Linked DNA regions of Triticum aestivum: regions 1 and 2 are each linked to region 3. A link is a contact called in public Hi-C data. All regions are on one chromosome and are shown on one strand. Each heading gives the region's core, a stretch centred on a gene start, on an enhancer-like site or on the middle of the called end of the contact. The rest is flanking DNA. Distances are from core to core; before and after follow the strand shown.

Region 1 (3,128 bases), core at 453-2,952, 820 kb after region 3:
ACACACATTTATACCCTAATGCAGGATCATTGCCCACTGAACTTCAATATTTCAGATTTGCATGTTAATACTTTGATTATTGTATAGCCGTCACACCTTTGTACCTACTTCTTTTCATGGAAACAAGTAAACATAGACTTAGCTTATAATTGAGTAAGTGAGCCAGACAAAGGCACAAAGGCGTAATCTGATACACATGAATATATAATTAGCAACCATCACAAGGTACCTACCTAACACAAACAAAACAGAATAGCGCTAATTGCCCCTTTGGGACACTTAAATACTCTAATTCCCAACTAATTTGCCAGCCTAACTTTCCAACAGTAACAGGACAAGCAAGATCCCTCGAAAAGAGGTAAACTAATGCACACATGAATTAATCAGTACAGCACCTCATACTTAAAAAGCAAGATACCTAGAAAACAGGCAAACTAATGCACACATGAAGGAATCTTTACAGCACCGCATACTGAACAAGCTTGAGAAATGAATGCTTGGGGACAGCAAGAACTGTTGCTTTCAGAGCAGGCAGGCACAGAAGAAGAAAATCCCAAAGGAAAGAGTTGGATCCTCACACTTGGATATGGCAGTTGAAGACTTTGGATCAAACCCGATGATCAATGTCAACATCGGTACAAAGATCCCGCCACCACCAACACCTCCAACGCTCCCAAATGACGCGCCAAAGAATCCGATCAGCGACCCCAGCACCATTTTCCATCCAAACTCCATTGGCTACCACATCCAGAAAATCCACCAAATTAGCACCACACATCCGAAAAAGAAGAGGTACAGAGATATACTGAAAAAGTATCACACACAAAGATGTACGTAGTATGGAGTTTGAGCTACATAATAATTAATTTAAATCAAGAAAGTTCAGTTCCCTCATGCATGGGTCAAACTGAATTCCCACAAACCAAGCAGGTAAAAAGGTGCAGCGGTTCATCTCATGGCTAATAAAATAGCTGAAAGCAAACTACAGTAGAAGCTAGTAGAAAAGACGCGCTGGTTAAAGAAATGCTCGGAAAGCTGGGGTTTGTTTTGTGTGTTACCGGCCAAACATGCTGGTACGAGTTCCTATCGGTCTGCCACATGAAATTGGCAATCTTGTTGAGGAGGCTGATCTCCTCCGGCGCCACCACCACGGCGCGGTCGCTGGGCAGCGAGAGCCCACGGTCGGCGGCGGCGACGGCGAAGGCGGCCGCGCAAGCGACGCCTAGCACGGCAATGGCTTGCCGCATCCTCCTCCCCATTCCTCGGACCCAGCCAAGCCAAGAAAGGCAACTTCCTGCACCGCTTCCCTACTTTTTTTCCCAACAACAAAAGAAAGAAGAAGATAATCAGAGCTGGAGGGCAGACTGAGCCTGAGAAATCACAGAATTGAAACGCCTTGTTTGCGGCTTGGGATTGCGGAAACGTACGAAGGCCGCCGCGGCTCTCCTAGTCTGGATGATTCCTGATGGCTCTCTCGGGTGCACAAGACAGACGTGCGGGAAAGACAAAGACGGTCGAAGCCGTGGTCTCCGGCGGTTCGGATTGGGAAAGGAAGCGGAGGAAACTCGCCGGAGCCGGACGCAATGCGAGGGCGACGGGAGGAGCTGGGATTCGGCGGAGACCGAAGAGGGAGGGAGAAGAGACACGTGAGAAGGGGGAAGGCTACGAACGAACTCGGGCCAAATTTAGAGGGACAGCGAGGCAGTTTGCAATATACCCGCTGCGCAGCGGCGAAATTACGAAGCGGCCCGTTGACACTTTTTAGTGAGAATCACGTGTAGGAAACCTGGATCCGGGAAGTATAGTTCTGTAGATTACTTCCTTGGTCCGCAAATTACTTATCACAGAAATAAATAAAATAGATATTCAAAATTAAAATACATCTAAATACATTTATTGCGTCTAACAAGCATTTACGAACGGAGGGAGTAATTCTTTTCGGGTACGACTAGGATGGGATCACGGACGAGTAAAAAGTGCAGTTCTTTCGCAGGGTAAACAAAGGAGAACTTGGCCTGTGAAACACTAAGAAACTATATGATAGTTTTAGAAAAGAAACACTAAAAAACTTTCGTAAAGAAAAACCAATGAGAAACGATGAAATGTCAGAGGGTGCAGCTTCCATCTCGTACAGGAGTGGACAATGAAGGCGCAAGTTGGTGCTGGTTTATACTATACGTTACTATCATGTCCATGATCTAGATGAAATATATACTGGTATAGTACTACTGAGACGTGTAAAGTAAAGAAGGAGATCGCGTCCACATGACAGCTTCATTCTTCCGTCGCTCCTACCTAGACCACCTCCTTGTCCTTGGCTGAATCCATTGGAGACACCGACGCCAACATTATTACTGGACTATTTTCTACGTGGACAAGAGTGTTAAAATCCACAAAGACATACTAATGGAACAACAACAACAACAACAACAACGCCTCGTGTGGGGCGCGCATTTCCTTTGTTTTCTTTATTATTCTGTTGATTTGCTCTTCCTTTTTGGCTGGATAGTAGTTTGTCTGCCGCTTTTACTAGGAAAATCCATGTGCTTGGTTGTTGTTATTACTGTCGCCATGCATCCAAGGCTGGCTTGCGAGGAAACTTAGGTAGCCAGGGATATCGACAATCCAGCCATCGGTGAGCACAAGCTGTCCTATAACAAACTGAATAACGGAACAAGCAAAACCACAAGTAATGCACTGCTTTTTGGCATCGCCACTCTACTCTACTGCCACTGCCAGCCGTACGTAACGTAGGGAGCAGCGCTCTATCGCCGCTTGCTTGCTTGGACCCCTCGTGCGCAAGGAACAAAAGGCTTTTTCTCACGAGTGTACGTGATTTTGCTCGTATGGTCGCCATCCGCCGATTATATGTGTATGACTTTTTGCAGCTTTGCCTCTTTTCTCCTGCAACCACACGTTTGATGGATTATGGATGGGCTTAGGCCCATATAAAACAATAATATCTGGTTAATCTTTAAAGGTCATGAATGTGTGTACGGCAAGTTGTGGGAAGTTTGGTGGAAAGTTTAGTACCACACTGCTACAGTAAGAAAAGTGAAACCTTTTTATAAGGGTTGCTCTACCACTTGCTATTGAGAATTTGAAATAGGAGTTGTACACGCGCGCTC
Region 2 (3,140 bases), core at 510-3,009, 510 kb after region 3:
GAGGAAGAGCTAGTTGAGCAAGCCCGGTCACAAAAGAGGCAGCAAAGCATGAGGACCGGAGCATGTACAGAGGACGAGGACAAGTTGTTTTGCTATGCTTAGACGGAAATTGGACAAAATCCCAAAACCGGCACCGAGAAAAAGGGTTCAACATTTTGGTGGAGGGTCCATGATTTCTTCCATGAACATACTAAGTTTGAGCCGTACAAATTTGAGAGTGACCGGAGGGACGTGTCACTTTGAAAGAGGTGGGGCTTTATCCAAGCGGAGTGTAGCAAATTTTGTGGCTTCTATGATCATGTTGTTGCCCGCCCTGTGAGTGGCATTGGCGTCAAGGACTTGGTATATTGTTCGTTTCCCTCTTCATATGAGCACATACCGTCCTCCTATGCATATAAATGTATCTTGTTGGTTTCATCTATATATGAAGGTGTTTCAAGCTTTGGAAACTTTCAAGAACGAAATGGGTGCAAGCCATTTACCTTGACCTGTTGTTGATGAAAATCAATGATTGTCTAAAAGTGGAAGGACCAATATGCGGCACAAAAAATTGAGGGGGGAGGGACTCATCGTTGGTCGACCTAAGCGAGAAGAGGCTGAGAGGGAAGACCAACTCCAAGGTAGATGTAAAACATGATGCTTCGACACTCGCCTTGCAAGAAACTTTGAAGGGGTTCATAACCCAAAAGGAGGGATCAAGTGAGAAGAGGAAAAGAGGAAAGAGAGGAAGTGCCAAGAGAAAGAAGAGGCCATGAAGAACTCGTTTGACCTACAAAAGAAGAATCTCACAATCAATGATGAAAATGCCCGGTCAGCCAAGAAAGTGGAGGTGAAGCAAAAGAATTGTGCTAATCTTCAAGAAAGCGAAGGTCATGGCAACCGATTTGAGTAAGATGACCCCAAAAAGGGGCTTGGTTTGAGAGGAAGCAAAAGTTCATGATGGACCGAGATGCGTAATCATCCTATATTTGTTTGTTTTCCATGAACTATGATCGAGATGCATTAACTATGGTTATGGTATGCACATGTGATTTTTGTGTGCAATGTTTATGCTGGCCTTAGGGCTGGAAAAAAAGCTCGAAACTCGCGAGCTAAACAAGTAGCTCATGACTCGGCTCGAACTCGAACAATAACGAGTCGAGCCGAGCTTTAGTTTAAGATCGTTTACAGGACGAGTTAAACGAGCCGATCTCACAAGTACTCGTATAACTCGTTAGGCTCGGTAAAAGAATCAGTGTTTTTTGATGGGTAGTAAAAACAAACACTAAACACCTTGCGTCCAAGCACAAGGCCCAACCGCTCAAAGCCTAGTCACCTAGGAGACTCACATGTACATGACCATATATGTCCATGTTAAATTCCCAGTTAATCTTTTTGTCGTATTCGTAAGGTTTTTATGTTCATATCTTTAACGAGCTTAACAAGCTAAACGAGTCAGCTCGCAAGTTATACGAGTCGAGCCAATCTTGAATTTAAGCTCGTTATAGTAACGAGTCGAGTCGAGCTAGCTCGTTAATGAAACGAGCTTTAGCGAGTCGAGTCGAGCTGGCTCGACTCGGCTCGAATTCCACCCCTAGCTGGCCTGAATATGATACCATGCAAAAATGCTACCTCCGGTTCAAATTAATTGTAGTAATAGTTTTAGTATAACCTTGTACTCAGCTGGAGTAGATTTATTTCGCTAAATCTACGACATGCTTTTAACACTAGTGTAGAACGCTCTAATATTAATGGGAGAGAGGCAGTATATTTGATGAAAAAAACGAATGGCGTGGACCCCTGTCTAGCACATTACGTGTGCCTTTGGGTCGGCTGGTTGGAGTCGCCGAGCGTCCGGACGGAAGCCTTCCGGAGGGAGCCGAGCCACCAGCGAGGTGGCCGTGTCCTCTCCCCAGTTCCAATGGCGCGCCGCCGCGTGCTCCTCTACCTCAAGCCCTTCGATGTCTACCCTCCGCGCCCTCTCTCCGGCGCCTCCTCCCTCACCTTCCCGCCACCGCCTCCGCCGCCGCGCGCCGCCAACCCCAAGGTCCGCACCTCTCTCGCTCACCCTCTCCGTTTCGAGAAACCTTGGTTACGCCGGCGTTCACGGTTGTCGATGCGCCGGAGGGGGTTTCCGGTGGACTCCCAAGTTCCCGTGCTCCGGCGAGCCGTTGGGATAAAATGGTGGTGGAGTGGAGTTCACCTCGTCGTTCAGAAATCGTGAACTTGAGCTGGTTAACCAATGGTTTCTAAAGGACCGTGCTTGCGCTGATCCATTGTTATCTGTGCGCGTCTTTGGCGTCTGGCTGTATGATTTTTCATCTCCATTTTTGTTACAATACATGTCGTTTGAACTTCCCATGGGCTGGCACTGAGCACACCAGCTGTTTGTTGAAATACTTGTGTGGAGTATGAGCTCTGGTCAGTGATTAGGACTCGAGGTGCAGTGTTCTATGAACTGGTGGGTGCCAGAAATCCTTTCTAGGTCACAATGTGGACTTCCAGTTGGATTTCAGCCTGAATTACTGTCTGTTATTGAGAAATCTGCCATCTTGCTTGTCAGATCAACATCTACTGGGAGAAGTTGCATAACTAGCTGAATCTAACAAGCTTCATTTCCCACTTTCTTGCTGCATAACCATTTTTACCGACATGAATTAAGGGTTTCATGCCTCTTATCGTCAATTTAATGTCTTGTTGCAGATCTTAAGTTATCTGGACCATAGATGCAGAGTCCACAAGGACACAATCAATCTCTGTAAGAGTGTACTACAGCGCAAGCCCCTTGACTGGATCTCAGTGCAGCGAAATCATTTGTCAAATCCAATACATGATGTGGATCTTGTGATTACTGTCGGTGGTGATGGCACACTTTTACGGGCTAGCCATTTTTTGGATAGCTCGATTCCCATTTTAGGTGTTAATTCGGATCCTACGTGTTCTGATGAGGTTAGTTCTTTGGACGTTTGCCAATAATCATCTATTGAAACCAATCACATTAGCAATGCTTGTTGACTATCATTTGCATATGTTCTTCTTTGCACGCTTCTAAGCAGACTAATGGTTATACATATGCTTGATGGGTATGTTTATGGTTTTATAACGCCATGCAGGTTGAAGAGTTAACCGAGGAATTTGATGCGAGAAGAAGCACCGGATAT
Region 3 (3,301 bases), core at 624-3,123:
GAACAAAGAACATAATAGACAGAGCTCCCGTGTACAGAGCATTTTCATCTCACCATGAACCAGACAACCAAATAATCCAAACATCTACTCCCTCCGTTCCATAATATAAGAGCGTTTTTGACACTAATGTAGTGTCAAAACCACTCTTATATTATGGGACGGAGGGAGTACCATATAACTGAACCTAGGCTAGATTGAGGCGCAAATCACAAGGCATGCAGATTATGAAATCATGACCTAATCAAAGACCACATCACAGGAACATGAATCAAAGACCACAACCAAATCTACTCAATGCTTTTTCTGCAAGGAAGAAAAGGGGGGCCAATTTGGTTCACATAGGGAGTCTGCAAACTTGGGGGCAACAGGTCTGGAAGAGGAACTTACTATTTATATGCAAAGTGAGAGGGGGCATTATACGAACAGTAGACACAGTGGTTATAGTTGTTTTTATGTTTTGCCATTTCTGTGATAGTCGGAAATTTCTAAAAGTTGTCTAACACAATCTTGGTCTGGGTTGAGTTGAAGTTTTACAAGGCAAGTGCACATGGGTTTGGGTGCATATGTCATAACCCAAGGCTCGCGTTGTGTAGCCAAGGTGGTGTTGGACACTAAACAACTGGTCAGGTAAATGCAGGCCACTCACCACATTGCAGGACACCAAGATGATGGGATTGCATGGAATTGTATGTTTATGGTAATACTTTATGAAAACATAGTTAATTTGGTATTTGTGTTGTGTTGGTTTCTAGTGGGGAAAACATGCAGTTTAGTGAAACCAAGTTGGCACGTAATTTAAACTGAAAGCAATCAATCAGCATAACCATTGTCCAATTAGAGAAATGTTTTTTTGCGCGAATACAACTAGAGAAATGCTTGACTGGGCTAATAAGAAGAGTACACTTGAAATCATAACTACTCCTAGCTAATTTGTGGTGCCAATACTAGCGGAATTGGCTGGAAATGGAAACATAAAGGCTAAAGCGATAAAATGGATAATTATCATCAAACAAGCTCATGCTTCACTTCCCATCAATAGATCTATTTCTTCCAAAACAGTGAAGCACCTTTCTATCCATGACGATAGGGGAATACTATAGGTTACCCGATCTATGTGTCAAAATGAGTGATCCTAACTCAAGTCACCGCACGCACCCACCAGGCACTCCAGGTTGCCGTCAGCTGCAAGTCTCGTCACTACAAAACACTATAGTACAGATCGCAGCAGGCTGGACCTCCTCGTGGGGGCAGGTAATTCCGCATCGGAAGCACCGGCCGAACCCCGAACCCAGCTCCATCGCGGATCCACCACCCGGCGTGGTTCACGAGGCATCGCGGATCACAAGCCCGTCTCCTCCATCCAGCACGCAGTCCAAGTTCAGGCGGCCAGGTGATCTAGATCTACGGAGCTAGCCGCGGCAATTCCCACGCGCGCATCATCATCGCATTGCCTGGCTCCCGGCACCGCAGATCGCAAAACCAAACCAAGCATGATACAATCTAAGGAAAAAAAAAACACGCATCAACTTGCACCAGCGCATCAGATCACGCGCGCTTCCTACTCTAGGACACGGATCGGAGAAGATACGAACGGGGTTCGAGTAGGCCGGCAGCCGAGCGGGGTCGGGAGCTCACCTGGGGAGGGCGGAGCGGGATCGGACCGGGGCCGCGCTCCGATCTGGCGGCGGGGCAGCGGCGGTGGGGCGGCCAAATCTGGATGGGATTTGGGAGGGGAGGGGGGGTTTGGGCTGCGTGCCCAGAACTGGAAGCGGGGTTATAAATACGGGAATGGTTTTTTCCTTCTATATCTCGTCTCCTTCTTTCGCCGGTTTTTGTCTGGTTGCTATTGGTGGGAAATTACCGGTGCGCTTCCCCCTTCGCACCCGGCGTGCTCGGCCGCATGGGGAAAAAATCCGACGGACGGACGGACGGACGGACCCAGCCCAGGGCGGCGCTGCGGTGTGCGTCAGCTGGATGGAACGTGGTGCGAGTGGCGGGTCCAGCTGTGCGGATAATCGGATAGAGGCTGCCGGTTGGGAAGCGTCCATAAAGTTTGAGCGAACGCGACCTGGATCCAGTGTCACGTTTTTGTGCTCTTGCATTTCTTCTCGAACAATGATTCAAATTACTGTATACTCCATTTCAGTGGGTCTCCTTTTTTAGCTACGCTTGATTTGTGATCCAAACTCATTACTACTAGCATACAATTCTTAGCGAATCAAAATTTTAGTTTGACCTTCACAAACCGAGCTTTAATAGCACATTAACTACCAAAATCTTAGCGTTTCAGTGGCGGATCCAAGGTTAGAAGTTAGTCGGGGTGAACTTTTAAAGGAACGGAAAAATCAAGGCAACGAATGCAATCAAATAAGACAATCAAGGAAATTAATTGGCCAAGAACACGCATCCCGGCAAGACGATCAACGCAATGAATTATTCAAAGTGGTTTCATTCGCAAGAACTAGAAAAAGTATAACGCAAGAAAGGAGTATATAAAATCAATCTAACTTGCACTCATGCTGACTGAATCTTCCATGCTTTATCCCAAAATGTCTATTCTTGAAGTCAGTTAGGTACTTGAAACAAGTACACAAATCAAAATAATCTAAATCATGGCATAACATGACACTTATATTCAAACAAAAGATAAGACAAATTAAAGAATGATAGAACCCAAGAGGAGAAAATTAGAGGGCAGTAGAAGAACCTGCTCTTTGGTGCATGTGTTGGCTGATCACTACCAGTTTTGAACGGGACGTGTGGCAGTGGCGATGTTGCCTACGGCGTGGAGGACATCGATTGGGGGGGGGGGGGGGGCTCCGTTCTCCTCCATTCAACACCATTGGTTGGTCGAACGTAGGAGGCGATAGTGGAGGGCGTTGCGTCAAGGTCAAGGTGGCGAAGCAAGAGCGGAGGGCGAGGACACTTGATCGTGTGAGGATGGATGAACGATTTCAACATCACATACACGGACATGGATAGTAATGTTTGTTTGCCTGCCCTTCATGATATGGTTACATAAAACATCATCATAAAATTACACCTCGGTCCAACACTTCATAAGAAGCACCCTGAATAGAAAATACATATTGCAATCTGGCCCTCCTTGTAACGTCGAGTTGCGGCCCCGATCCCGCGCCACCAGCGTCGGGACAACACCACTTGGGTAGACGAGGTCATCACTGCTCCACCGCCTAATCTCTCTAGAGGTGACATCAACGAAAGAAGAACCACAACTCAGTTGCCTCCTGTCGGTGTCAAAATCGGCAGATCTCAGGTAGGGGGTCCCGAACTGTGCGTA

Evidence for each region. A called contact is a pair of places that touch in the nucleus more often than the background predicts.
Region 1: a contact with region 3 is called in a Hi-C map of leaf, with 7 times the contacts expected there. The contact joins the promoter of LOC123111743 here to the promoter of LOC123111748 in region 3. A contact is called at or near these places in 2 of 5 Hi-C or Micro-C datasets (both in leaf).
Region 2: a contact with region 3 is called in a Hi-C map of leaf, with 8 times the contacts expected there. The contact joins the promoter of LOC123111746 here to the promoter of LOC123111748 in region 3. A contact is called at or near these places in 3 of 5 Hi-C or Micro-C datasets (leaf and an unstated tissue).

What each region holds. Positions count from the first base shown.
Region 1 is chr5B:339,023,216-339,026,343 of IWGSC CS RefSeq v2.1, reverse strand. It overlaps LOC123111743 (sulfite exporter TauE/SafE family protein 3), which reads right to left and starts at 1,702. Exons shown (of 13, transcript XM_044532593.1): 1 at 1,428-1,702; 2 at 1,059-1,310; 3 at 579-738. The coding sequence starts at 1,259.
Region 2 is chr5B:339,327,834-339,330,973 of IWGSC CS RefSeq v2.1, reverse strand. LOC123111746 (probable NADH kinase) reads left to right here and starts at 1,759. Exons shown (of 5, transcript XM_044532598.1): 1 at 1,759-2,026; 2 at 2,683-2,928; 3 at 3,093-3,140. The coding sequence starts at 1,901.
Region 3 is chr5B:339,841,565-339,844,865 of IWGSC CS RefSeq v2.1, reverse strand. LOC123111748 (proton pump-interactor BIP103) reads right to left here and starts at 1,873. Exons shown (of 8, transcript XM_044532601.1): 1 at 1,636-1,873.